2 separate regions of the Ovis aries genome follow, and region 2 is linked to region 1. The links are chromatin contacts, called in public Hi-C maps. All regions are on one chromosome and are shown on one strand. Each heading gives the region's core, a stretch centred on a gene start, on an enhancer-like site or on the middle of the called end of the contact. The rest is flanking DNA. Distances are from core to core; before and after follow the strand shown.

The links. Hi-C and Micro-C count contacts between places; a contact is called where the count stands out from the background.
Region 2: a contact with region 1 is called in a Hi-C map of liver, with 3 times the contacts expected there. The contact joins two enhancer-like sites. A contact is called at or near these places in 4 of 16 Hi-C or Micro-C datasets (hypothalamus, liver, skin fibroblasts and 1 more).

What each region holds. Positions count from the first base shown.
Region 1 is chr13:56,694,734-56,698,364 of ARS-UI_Ramb_v3.0, forward strand. No RefSeq gene overlaps it. Among named protein-coding and RNA genes, the nearest start is that of EDN3, 90 kb to the right of the region's middle. Within about 2 kb of position 2,033, at least 17 of the 54 cell types and tissues checked have an H3K27ac peak or open chromatin away from gene starts, as enhancers often do. A contact at or near this core is called in liver, where this site is marked.
Region 2 is chr13:57,189,726-57,193,356 of ARS-UI_Ramb_v3.0, forward strand. The region is part of intron 1 of GNAS (GNAS complex locus); the gene reads right to left. It overlaps LOC101102411 (neuroendocrine secretory protein 55), which reads right to left. Exons shown (of 2, transcript XM_060396969.1): 2 at 1-3,631. Among named protein-coding and RNA genes, the nearest start is that of GNAS, 28 kb to the right of the region's middle. Within about 2 kb of position 1,951, at least 5 of the 54 cell types and tissues checked have an H3K27ac peak or open chromatin away from gene starts, as enhancers often do. A contact at or near this core is called in liver, where this site is marked.

The DNA.
Region 1 (3,631 bases), core at 783-3,282:
AATCTGAATACATTTCTCCACCTCCAACATCTCCAACTATTTTTTCCTACCTGGACCTCAGCAAATGTGACCTCCTGTGTCCACATCTGCTCGCCAGCCCTCACCCTTCCACACTGTCACAGAAGGACCTCAAGGCTACTAATGAGATTGTCATTCCTGCTTGAAATCCACTGGCTTCTCCCAAACTTAGATGCAAATCCCAATCCTTCACCTGGTCTTCCCCTCCAGCACACGCAGGTACTGCCTGCTTCCCTGATGCCCCCACCCCCACCTCTTATCTTCACCCCAGGGTCTTTGCACTTTCTCTTCTCTCGACCTAGAATATCCTTACTTCTATTCTGCACATGGTCGGCTCCTTCTCATGATTCAGAGAGGCCTTCCCAGACCCCTACATTTAAAGAAGCCTCTCCTGATTACTCTCAATCCTGTTTTGCTTCATTTATAGGCTTTATCATCTTGTTTACTTATGGATTTACTTGTGTGTTGTCTTCTCCCACACTAGAATGTAAGATGCTTGAGAAAATGGAGACTTGCCTTGTCTATGTCATATCCCCAGCAGCTGGCAGGGTTCCTGACAGATAGCAGGACCCCAGTAAACAACTATCAAAGAAATGACTTTCTCTTTAATCTCCTAAAGCTGGAAGATTTTGAAGGAGAAGTTGGATAAGACACGGGGGCGAAGGTGGGGGCGGGAGTGGGGCGGGGGGGGGGGGGGGGGGGGGGGGGGGGGGGGGGGGGGTGGTGACTGGGCGGCGGTTGAGCCGCACAAACATGTAGGACCAGAGTAGAGATAAAGATGATGACGTAAGCCTAACCAGTTGTAGCATGGTGAGGAGGGGAGTGAGGAAGATGGCGGCTGTGCTTCACCTCCCGAAAGTGATGGAGAAGCCCCAGTGGACCCAACCCCGTATGGGTCCATTAGTGACCTGATGAAGACCTCACTGGGATGACATATTGTATAGTCTGTCTACAAGGCTGAGCTAATCCTTGTTGATTAGAGACAAGGGGGTCATTAGGAGAAGTTACCCTTGGCCTAGAACTTCTTTGCTGGGCTATAGGAGCAGGCATCTTTACAAGCCGTGTCCCCCTTCCAGCAGCCCAGACCCCCCACAAGGAACTCCCCCACTTGAATGGCACAGAGGCATCCATCCCACGACCATCCTTTGGGTGGCCGGTGGCCCTGGGACCTCATGTACCCCTGTCTGGGAGCTGTGTTAGCTAATAATCACAAGGGGACCCCCTACAGGGAGGAACTATCTTGTCCTGGGAAGGCCACCCGCGGCCAGCACGGTCTCTAGACTTCCCCCCTGCCCTGTGACCCTGTCAGCAACTCCTCCAGGGCTGTGTGTTTCAGATGGGGAAACTGAGGCTCACAAAGGCCCTGTGACTTGCCCAGTTTCCCCTAGTCAGCAAGAGAAAGAGCAGAGAGTCGATCAAGTCTATGATCTCATTCTGTGTGCCCTCCAGTGAAATGGCCTGGAATCTTGTTTATTTATTTGGGGGTGGGGGTGATTGCAGGCACAAATGCATTAAATAAGGAGCAGACAAAAACACCTGAAATTCGTAAATTCAAGAAGAAGAGATTGGAGAAAAGCCCCTCTTCCTGGGTCCCAAGTCTGGGCCTCTAAGACAAGAAAAGACTGGTGGAAGCTTCTAGAAGGGACTGAGTCTCTAAGAAAACGTTGCGCAGAGAGGTTTACGGTCGCCATCTGCAGTTCCGTCTGCGGCCGCGTGGGCGCACTGTTGTGCAGCGAGTGAGCGCAGTGCGTGGGGGGCGGCGGCGCCGGGACCGCTCGGTTCAGCAGAGCCCAGCGGACGGGCGAGGGGCTACTTGCGGCCCCTTCCCCTTCTTCTGGCCCACACCCCCCGCACTGGTCCTGCTTGTGGTATCGCCCACCGCGAGTTCCAGGCCTCCCCCTAATAGAGCCCAGATGAGGCGGGTCGGGAGGCAGATCCTCGGGGAGAGGAGCTGGAGGGAGAGACACCCCGCGGGGGGAGGGGGCTGGGCCAGGACCAGCTTGCTCGGGCGGACAGCCCGTCCTCCCCGCCTGGGGGCGTCCTGACTCCGCCGAGTCCTCAGGCTGCCTGCACAGGGGCAGTGAAATGCCGCCGGGGAGGTGGGCATTGGGTGGGGGTCCCATGTCCCTCCGGGCGGGCCTGGAGGGGCAGGGAGGTGCCCAACTGGGACACTGAGTACCCTGGCTGGTGTGCGGGGGGGACAGAGTAGCCTGGCTCAGGGGGAAGGGGACCCCAGGAGGGGCCTTGGGAGTGAGGGCTGGGCGCCCTGGGAGAAAGTATCCACCCCTTCTGCCCCTTCCCTATGCCAAGGTCACTGGTGGGCCAGGGTGTTGGGTGGACCACAGAGACTTGGGGCCTGGACACTGACACGAATGCACTTTTCAGCCTAAGGAAAGGGGTGTGTGTATGTGAGAGGCAGAGGTAGGGTGTGTGCGTGCGTGTGTGTGTTTACAGAGGCTACAGAGCCAGACTCTGGGCGCAGGGAGAACAGAGCCGGTGATGGGGTTTCCAGCCCTCGAGGGAGGTGTTTCCACGGTGGTCCACAGCAACAAGCCATGATTTTTCCTGCGTAGTGAGAGAAAGAAATTGATAGATTGACCTTCTTCCCAGAGAACACACACGCGCACACACACACGTGTTTCCCTGAGCAGGAGAGAGCGACAGACAGGGGCCTTCTCACAGCCCGGAGGGTCCCGTCTGGTGGTGCCGGGTGTGGTGCGGGGGGAGGACGTGTGTTTCCTACCGCCCTGTGTTTCTTGGCTGCAGCATAGGAGCCCTTTCCAGGAGGGGATGAGGGAGGGAAAGGGGGAAGAAGGGGGGCATCTCCTGCCCACATGAACACACAGAATCTTCTGCAAACTGCGAAACAGCGTGGCTTCTCAGGTGGGGCGGCCTGAGTGGTGGGGTGGGAGCCATGTGCTCAGGAGCCAGGCGACAAGGAGGCCGTGTGCGTGTGCGTGTGTGTGTGTGTGTGTGAGAGAGAGTTTTTTGGTATGTATTGGGAAAAACAGCATGTATATTTCTCTGCTTGAACAAAATCAACGAAATCAGGAAATGCGCAGTTTGTTCGTAACCACACACGTGTGAAAACACAAACACACACAGTTTTCTTCTTTCCCAGTGTGCACTCTTTCTGGCTTATCTGTGCTGTCCTGAGGAGAGGGGAATGATTTTGGCCTGATGATGAAAAGCTTTAGGGGGAAGACTTTGCCAGAAGGGAAAAAAGAACATTTTCTGCCCGGAGATGCACATGTTTCTGTGCACTGAGAATTACAGTGCTGGGAATTCAGGTGGTGCACACTTAGTGAGAAAACAAAGACCTTCTGCCCGTGTGTGTGTGTGTGTGTGTGTGTGTTTGAAAATGAAGACCTTCTGCCCAAGTGTGTGTCTGTGTCCTGACATTCTTGCTCCATGGGAAAAACATGCCTTTTTTTGGCCCTCAGGAAGAGACAGTCTAATAAAGGAATTTTCCCCCTGCACACACACACAGAGTTTTCTGAATTTGAGGATGTATGTTTTTATCTGCTGTGGTCTTTATGGGGGAGGATGTATTTCTGCCCAGTGATTTTTTAAAAAGTGACTTTTCAGAGTGGGAATAGAGACTTTTTTTTTG
Region 2 (3,631 bases), core at 701-3,200, 490 kb after region 1:
GGAATATTTTCCCCACTAATGCCAGGAAGCTAAAATCAGCTTTTGTGTGTGTGTGTGTGTTTTTTTAATAGCCTGAGAGATTTGCATCTGGGTGTGCTTGCTTGAGGGCCCCCCCCCCGGCCCCCAGCTCAAAGCAATCAATCTTGTCTCCTCTTGCAGAAGCCCCCTCCGCCTTCCTCACGGAACAGAATTGTCCCCTGTCTCTAATGAACATACCCAGGAGAATAAAACTTGTTTTTCAAAAGTGTGGGGAAGGAAGAAAGGAAGGAAGGGAGGAAGGAAGGAAAAAAAAAGCACACAATGCCTATACTGGGTCTGGCAGGAGCCAAGTTCTGGAGGACACTAACCTATAAACTTCTGAGGATTTCCTCAACGTCTGAGAGGTATACGTAATATACAGGGTGTTCACTTTCAACTTGAAGATTTACTTTGCTTTGTTTTGAGTAACTATCAAATCAAAGAACTCATAAAGATTAGCTTTTTTTTTTAAAGGTCAAAAAGGTCCAACGGGCGCCAGATTTCTTAAAAATCAAACCACTCAGTGGGGTAAGGCTTGTGAAAACACTCAGAAAATCAGGCTGTGCCAGAAGGGGGCTCATTACTAATTAAGGGGGAAAAAAATTGAGGAATCATCTTAGGGTCAGGAGAATAATGTTCTAGCAAGTGGAAAAGGGCCAACTGTGGTAGAAAGAGTGGAGGTCACAGCTCAGGGGATGGTGGGGAGGGGAGGGAGGGGCACTGGTCTTGGCACTGAGGACCAGCCCCCAGTCCCTGTCCTCCTGGGTGGGGTCCTGAAGGGTGGTGGAATGGGGAGCGAGTGATGTGTTGTGTCGTTCCCCACTCCCCCTTCAGATTCCTGGGCCTGCACCCCAGGCCTTCAGTCAAGGGCAGCCTGGCCCCTCAGCTGCACTGGCCATTCAGCCTGAACTGACAACGCTCCATCCTCTACCTGGTACAGCTTCCATTCCTTATACCCAGATCCCTCTCCTCCTCCTTCTCCCTCCCAGATGGAGGGTAAGTTCCTAAAGGGCAGGGACTATGGCTCCCCTCTAGAGATACATTTAGCTAAAGCACTTTTTCTTTCTTTCTCTTTCTCTCTCCCCTCTTCCCTCCTCTTTCTAACTTTTAATTTCATCTCTATGTTGCTATCTCTCTCTCTTTCCTTTGTACCTTCTTTCTCTCTCTTTCCTCAAGAAAGAACTGGCTTGGAGGGGAGCTGGTTTTTCCACTTCTGAGTTCACAAAAGTTCAGAAAAGAAAGGAATTCAGATTCCTTCCCCCCTTGTCCCACCCCAGGGGAAAGCGCTGAGCTAGTAAAAGAACCCTGAAAAGACACAATGGAGAATGTGGGAAATGCGCTCAGGAAGTCAGTGAGTGCTGGGTGGGGGGGTGAGTTAAAGGTGAAGTTGTTTGCGCACCGCCATCAGTACCCTCTTTAGAAACATCCATATGTCTGGGTAGAGAACAGGAGGAGATAAGGAGATATAAAACCCTGACAGGATAAGGGCAGGGCGGGGGGTGGATTTCCTGTAATATTATAATGTCATTTTAACAATAAGTACAACTTCTGGAAGAAAAAGAGAAAGGGGTCAGGGAAAGTGTGGGGTGTGGATTCCCAGTCCTGTGGGCAGCAAAAGTGGGCAGTTCGGCCCGATGTGGGAGACTGGGTTCTAAGAGGACATGGCCCCCCAGAAGGTAAAGATGTGTGTGCTGTCCAGGGGGGGGAAAAGTGGTAGAGAAACCCACCAAATGAATGGACCTAAGCTCCCTGTCTCCCTAAAGTACAGAATGGCAGCACTGGTGTTAAAACTAAACTCCCAGGGGCCCAGAATAGGATGGAACCCTAATTTGAGATACCCACTCCCCCAAACCTGGGGTTTTTTTCCGTAGGGCTTGCTACATTTCATCTAGAAAATTCTAAGTGATCCCACTTCCTGTAGGCATCCCAGTCATTCTGAGCTCTTTGCTGACCTCTGGTGGGGGAGAATTCTACTGGCCCAGAAAAGGTGTCTTTAATAGGGCAACCCCCCTGCCCTGCTTTCCCAGGGACCCCACATCCAGAGGAACCCCCCCCCCCCCAACACCCAGCCCCGGGGAAGGGGGAGAGCTTTGTTAACCTGCCTTGTTCAAAGTTCAGGGCTATGGGTTGGAAGGTGTGGGCAGGAAAAAAGTAAGAAAACCTTTAAAGGAACCCCAGGAAATTAGGAGTTTGAGAGAAACCTGTTGGCATAGAGGATATTTTATTCAGTTTCATTTAATTTTTTCAGTTATAAAGGGGAAGGGGAGAGGGTGTATTTAAGAATGGTGAGTGGAGGGTAGGTTTTGTTGGACAGGAATGAACTCCTGTGACAGGATTTGGTAGGTCCTGGCATGGGAGGAAGTTCACGTGGCCCTTCTCAAATAGATGACCTCATGGTTTTACAGCTGCTGTAGGGAGGGGAGAAGAGAAATGGAAGGGGTCCCTGTTCTCTTTGGAACCAAGGAACTTGGCCCCGGACCCCATCGGATCTCACTGTCCCTCCACTGGACTTGGCCTCATCATGACAGATGTGACCTTCCTTTAAGTCCAGGGTTGGGCCTGAGATGGAGGGTGGAGGTCCTTAGCTGGGAAAAACTCTTCTTAGTAAGAATGCCCATGAAAGCTCAACAGGCTTGCAGCCCTGAGAGGCAGAGAAAGGTCATAAATGGGAGAAAAGAAAAACTAGCCCTGAAATCTCAGAGACCCTCAAAAACCCCAACCATTTTCTCATGAATGGAAAAAACTGTAAGGATTCACCCCCAGCCAGTATCTTTTCTATAAGACAGCACTGAGTATCTACCCCAAAGTCTACGCCCTCATCTCCCAGGATCTTCCCATATTGTCTCAAATGCTAACTCCTCCAGGAACCTCCCAGGGTTTCTCTGATGGACAAAAGGACCTCTGACACCTCTGAATTTCTTTTCTAGCCCTGGATTGGGGTGAGAAAGAATCCCACCCTCTTGTGCATCCTGCAGAGGTTCTCCCAATGACGGGTACCCAGAAATTATTAATTAGGTGCCAAAGAGCAAGAGACAGGCCTAATATTTCCTGTACAAGCTGCTATTTTGGAAAGGATGCTTTAAGAGAAAAGAAAGACGTGTGTGTGCGTGTGTGCGTGTGTGCGTGTGTGCGTGTGTGTGTGTGTGTGTGTGTGTGTGTGTGTGTGTGTGTGTGTGTGTGTGTGTGTGTGTGGCAGGATGGTTATTTGGCATACCTGTCCTATTAAAACTTTTAAGAAGAGAATTAGAGAAGTTTAAAGTGAAAAGGACAGTCCTCTCCTTTTTTCAGATGAGAAAAACTGGGACCCAGAAGATAAACAATTTGCCCAAGGTCTCAGAACTGGTTCCCGGAAGACCGAGGGCACGCAAAAGGGCTGGGAGGTTAGAGGTCACTGTGATAGTGTTTTTTTTGCATGGGCCATGGTCTAACAGAACCACTAGTTAAAAGGGTATCTGTCCTTAGAGATCCATTGTTCCACTGGAAAACCTTTTAAAAAAAAAAGAAAATGATCCCTGGGCCTTGAGGGGCGGGGACTGTGACCCTGGGAAAGAGGATTAGGGGAGGGGGCTGCGGAATTCTGTCTTGGGCGCAAGCTCCCTGTGAATTCTGGAAA